Regions from separate parts of the Sus scrofa genome. Here region 1 is linked to region 2. A link is a contact called in public HiChIP or PLAC-seq data. All regions are on one chromosome and are shown on one strand. The core of a region is the stretch at or near the end of the contact, and the rest is flanking DNA. Distances in the headings are between cores, read along the strand shown. Region 1 holds the start of DUSP13 (dual specificity phosphatase 13). Region 2 overlaps KAT6B (histone acetyltransferase KAT6B).

Evidence for each region. HiChIP or PLAC-seq counts read pairs in DNA pulled down with a chosen protein or histone mark.
Region 1: a contact with region 2 is called in an H3K27ac HiChIP or PLAC-seq map of skeletal muscle. The contact joins the promoter of DUSP13 here to the enhancer-like site in region 2. A contact is called at or near these places in 7 of 47 Hi-C or Micro-C datasets (blood, embryonic fibroblasts, heart right ventricle and 3 more) and 2 of 2 datasets of contacts at active chromatin or transcription factors (alveolar macrophages and skeletal muscle).

The regions. Positions count from the first base shown.
Region 1 is chr14:77,671,459-77,674,158 of Sscrofa11.1, forward strand. It overlaps DUSP13 (dual specificity phosphatase 13), which reads right to left and starts at 1,279. Exons shown (of 5, transcript NM_001243472.1): 1 at 885-1,279. The coding sequence starts at 986.
Region 2 is chr14:77,412,197-77,414,896 of Sscrofa11.1, forward strand. All of the region lies in intron 1 of KAT6B (histone acetyltransferase KAT6B), which reads left to right. Among named protein-coding and RNA genes, the nearest start is that of KAT6B, 23 kb to the left of the region's middle. Within about 2 kb of position 1,270, at least 6 of the 83 cell types and tissues checked have an H3K27ac peak or open chromatin away from gene starts, as enhancers often do. A contact at or near this core is called in alveolar macrophages and skeletal muscle, where this site is marked.

The DNA of each region.
Region 1 (2,700 bases), core at 29-2,528, 260 kb after region 2:
GAATCTGCCTGTGGGATGTGTGTGTGTGTGGATGTTGACTGTGAGGCGGGAAGAAGGAAGACTGCATCAGCGTTTTGAAAGCTCCCTTGGCCTTGAGGGGGTGATGTGGAGCATGGGCAGAAAGTTAAAGCTAGAAGGATCTGCCATGGAGGAAGACAGGGGAGAGACTACCCCCAATCACACATAAACTGGCAGCATTTGCCCATGCGAGAGCCTGGACCCAGGGGTGCTAGGTTGGGAACCAAGGATTACAGGAATGCCCTGGGATTAAGATCCAGAAGACTCAGCCTGAGAAGTGTGGGCAGACAAACGGACAAAGATATAAGGGGAGTTGAGAGCAGAGCTTTGGACCATACCCAGCCTGCAGTCTGAAGCTGTGTTTCCAGAAACCACTCTGCCGCCTGCCAGGCTCCTCCCTCTTCCAGAAGGCATTCTTGGCTCAGGTATCACTGTCCCCTGAGGCCAGTGAGATGGTCTTTAAAGTCCCTTTCAAGGCTAATGGGGCAGTTAGGGACCTTGGATTGGGGCCTATTAAGAACACTCCCTGGCCCCCAGAGACTTTCCTCATATCCTGATACCTTAATACTCTGCCCCACTCACACTCCCAGAGAACTGACGCACACAGACATATGCACAACCACAGCCACTCCTCCACTGGGTCTCTGAAGCCTAAACTCCAGGGAGCTAGGGCTCGCCGCCCCCCCTCCCAACCCCACAACCCCCCCGCAGCTCCCTGAGTCCTGGGGAGAGCTGCTGGCCCAAAGCTATCACGAACATTTAAACTCCCCTCCAGCTCACCTCCCATGCCTCCCCACCCCTGAGGGAACTTGGGGTTCCTGGTCAAGGAGTCTCAGGGCTGGGCTGAGAGTGGAGCCCCTTCCCACCTGTGAGAACTGGAGACAGTGGCTGAGCGGGACCGCAGGCAACAGGAGGAAGCGGATGGAGTTGCAGGCTCTAAGGCGGACCCCACACTGGGCTCTTACCATCTTCTGAGTTTCCACCTGGGCCAGAGCCTCTCTCAGCACAAGCAGGGCCAGAGCCAGGGTGGCAAAGCAGCAGAGCCCCGTGGCGGGGACTAAGGACCAGCTCTGGGGGAAGAGATGAACTCCATGTTACAGGCAGATAAACCAAGGCTCAGATTGGTTGGGACTCATCAGGGCAGAGGCAAGAGCTGCCAGCTAAACCTGCTTCTGCTTTGTGTGTCAGCGTAAGGTCAAGTGGGTACAGGTGCCAAGAGAGATGAGGAGGCAGGTTTGGGCCCAGGGTTCATGGAGAGGAATGACCTCTCGCCACAGCTTCCTCATCTCTCAGAGTCCTCAGCCCCAGGGCTGCTGTGTACAGTCATGCAGATTGCTTCCTGCACGCTGGGGGCTCCAGCTACACAGGCTATTTGGTGGATGACACCCCCAGGAATTGTGCAATGCTATAACCCAGCTGACTCCCTCAAAGCCAGCTGTCTGAGGAAAAGCGCTGAGTTCTGAGGTCAGGGTATTTAAGGGCCCCAGGCTAAGGAAGTGGGGTAGTTAGGCACGATCAGAGATCTGCTGTTCTGCTGTGTTCCCAAAACCTGTTTAGAGGAAAGGGAACAGGCTGGGAACACGCCATTGCTGTCCCCTTCTCAGCTCCCACACCTGTAGAGCTCCCCACAACAGTTTCCCCCTCAGCATCACCCCAGGTCTAATCCCAACTCAAGCTATAACCCTCATGTTCTTCCAGTACACTCACCCCCAAACTCTAAACCTAGCCCTTCATTCTGCCCTAATCCTCTTCCCTAAGATGCTCATCCTCCTGATAGCTTGAGCATGTGCTCATGTACCCCCCCCCCCTTGGTTGGGCTGGCTATACATTCAGAGACCAAAACAGTTCTTATGGGTGGCGGGCAAGGGGAGATTCAGTCCATGCCCCAGGGAAGCTCTTGGCAGGAGGAGAAACCTGCTGTTCTTCCAACTCCCAGGAGAGCCTAGGCTAGTGCCCAATTCCCAGCTGGCACCTCCTCCAAGCCAGTGGGTGGTGAGGGTACAGCCAAAGTCAGGGTTGAGGAGAGAAGAAAGAAGGAGCAGCATAGGTCATAGGAGCTGGAGGTGGAATAGGGGGAGTGGAGAGCAGCTCTGGAGGTTTAACCTTCCATCTGATGGCCCTCACTGGGGATGTGAATGTGAGGAAGATGGGCTGTTGGGGCCAGAGAGAGCCCCAGCCTGGGCAGTGTGGGAGAAGAAAGGCAGTGGGCATACTGCAGCTTCCTCACAATCTGGGCCCCCCACATCCACTACCGCCCTCCCCCCCCAGGAAGAGACACTTCCCGACAAAGAAAGTGTAGCAGTACTTCAGCAACCATTTGTGGGCTGGGAGCCTGAGAAGTCATATTGCTGCTGGGGAAGCCCAACTCCTTCTACTGTGCAGCTGGGGACACTGGAGGTTCCAGCAGAAGGGGGGGTGGCTTGGGGAGAGGAGGAACTGGGGATCTGTTCCACTTGTGCAGTTTAAAGACGATCTGCTGTTGCTCCAAATGCACTAAACACAGAACAGGAGGGAGGCAGGGGTAGATGTCAGGAAAGGCTTTATGTCCTAAAGGGTTCCCCAGAACCAGAAAAGAAGAGAGTTTAGGGAGGATCCTTCTGCAGATCTCTGAAATCACACTGGGTCAGGGTGAAGGTAGAAATTCAGATGCTGGGTCCAAGGCAGGGAACTGAATGGCATGGC
Region 2 (2,700 bases), core at 20-2,519:
TTCACAGCCACAGCCACACCAGATCCAAGCTGTGTCTGTGACCTATGCCACAGTTCACAGCAAAACCAGATCCTTAACCCACTGAGGGAGGTCAGGGATCGAACCTGCATCCTCATGGATATTAGTCATATTTGCTTCCACTGAGCCATGACAGGAACTCCTTTTTTTTTTTTTTCTTTGGCCTGCACCTGTGGCATATGGAAATTCCTGGGCCAGGAATTGAATCTGTGCCACAGCAACAACCTGAGCTGCTGCTGCAGTGACAACACCAGAACCTTAACCTGCTGTACCACAAGGGAATTCCCAAACTTAATCATGTTAAAGTGAACAATTCAGTGACATTTAGTACAGTTACAGTGTTTGACTACCTCCTCTAACTTCAAAACATTTTCATCACTCCAAAATAAAATCCCTTACCCATTAAGTAGTTTCTCCACACAACCACCCGACATCCCTGCCCAGGCCCCACTGATATATGTTCTGTTTATGGCTTTATTCTGGATGTTTTATATAAAAGGGATTATATGATATGTAGCTTTATGTGTCTGGCTTCTTTTACAGCATATTTTTGTGATGTAGTATACATCACTATTTCACTTTTTGTGGCTGAATAATACTCCAGTGTATGGCTATATCACATTTGGTTAATCCATTCATCTGTTGATGGACATTAGCCTGTCCACTTTTTGGCTATTGTGAATAGTGACGTCATGAACATGAGTGTACATGTATTTATTTGAGTACTTTCTTGCAGTTCTTTGGGGTATTAGCTAAAAATGGAATTGCGGGGTCATGTGGTAATTTTGTTTAACTTTTTGAGTAACCTCCTATTGGTGCTTAATTGCTTCTTATCCCCATGGCATCTACCATAGGGCTGCACACACAGAACAACATCTCACTAAGTATTTGTTGGTTGTTCTTTGATTAGTATTTATAACCTCACCTCCCGATTCACATGTTTTGGGCCTTGAGCATTGATTTTAGGGGAAATAGATGCATCCAAGACTTGAACTGTTAACAAATATTACCATATGGATGATATTTGATGTTGTCAGACGACAGATAATTTGTTCCCTAAGGATGCTGATTTGAACAATTGTGCTGGGTGGTTATAGAAGAAAAGTTGTGGTCCCTTCTCTTAAGCAGTATATGTTCTGTTTCAGAAGATATTGTTAAGATTTGTAGATTCTCACTCAATTACATAATAGGCTATGAAAAAACCCAGGAGCCTATAAAAGTGAGAGAGCTAAAAATAACTGTTAGCAAGTGAAACTCAGGATGACAAGAGTAAACTCTATTATTAATCTTTATTTTTTTTCTACCACCATTTTTGGCTCACCCATAATCCCATGACTCGAGTGTTATGACATTGATTTTGAAACAACACACAGCTTCAGTAAAAGCTTAGAAGACGCTTCACGTAATATTTATGATTCAGGATATTTTGACTCTTCTTATGCTGACATGAGTATTTCTGAATAGTGTTGATATTTATATAATACTAATGAAGCCAAAAGCTCAGTGTTGGACTAAGCATTTCTCTAGATCTGTTTAGAATAGTTTGTAATGAATGATGTAAATAGTGTTTTATTATAAGACTGTATGGTACAACCATATAATTTACTGATGTTATTTTTTAGTTAAAAATAAATGATTCAAAACCTTAAAAAATAGAATAATTTAATTTTGATGTAGCATGAGTCCCCAGAATTAATTTAGAATGATTCATATTCATTTTGGTAGACTTTTAGTCCAACTTTAAAGTTTTTATAGAGAAAAATGAAAAGAGAATAATGATTTTTAGGGTTGTACTTGTGATAGAATGTACTGTCTACATACAACAAATCCCAACAAATCCCAGGGCTCTGAAAAAGAGAAGTGGTGTGGATAATTCTGAATCGGTGGGAAAAAACATTTCTGTTTCGCTTTTGAGTGAATTATGCATTTTTCCCCTAGATTTGTCTTTATAGTTAGATACTGCTTAAAATAAAATTAAATTTTCAGTCTATAGTGTGTATCATTTTACAGTGGGGCCAGTGGGATATCAGAAACAAACCAGCCCAAGATTAAAAAATTTGCAGTGGATAAGACACAAAGTGAATAATATACGTGTGTTAAGTTGAGAATTGGCTACAGATAAGCGATTTCTGATTTTGTTCTTCTAGCTCTGTGTTTTTTTAACACTGATTCAGCTTGTAGCAAAGAGCTGCTGAGTTACATCTGCTTCTGCCTAATTAACTCTGTTGGTTGGTGTCAGATGAGAGCTAATTTTGAGATTAAATTGAGGAGTGGGGTGTGTGTGTGTGTGTGTGTGTGTGTGTGTGTGTGTGTGTGTGTGTGTGTTGGGGGGGCTGCGGCTGTGGCTGTGGTTGGGGGAGGGGAGAAGGAAGCTCTGAGGTTGCTTGGTCGTTTTGTGTAATATCAAAATACAGTTGTTCCCAGTGTTGTTTTACATTTGTTTTTTGCCTTTGAAGTAAAAATGGTCACTACTGCCCTAAAATGTGACCTGTGCCAACACATACTTACATCATGAAAACTGGTACATCCTTCTCTTGGGTGCAGTTATTGGCCATATCTTGATGGTTCAGTCAGTACCTAGATGCCAGGTGATCTTTGGGACAAATGTTGCCTGGCAAAGCTAATGTTGACCTTTAAAGAACATTTGACCTCCCCTCCTCCACCAACAAAATGTCATACCTG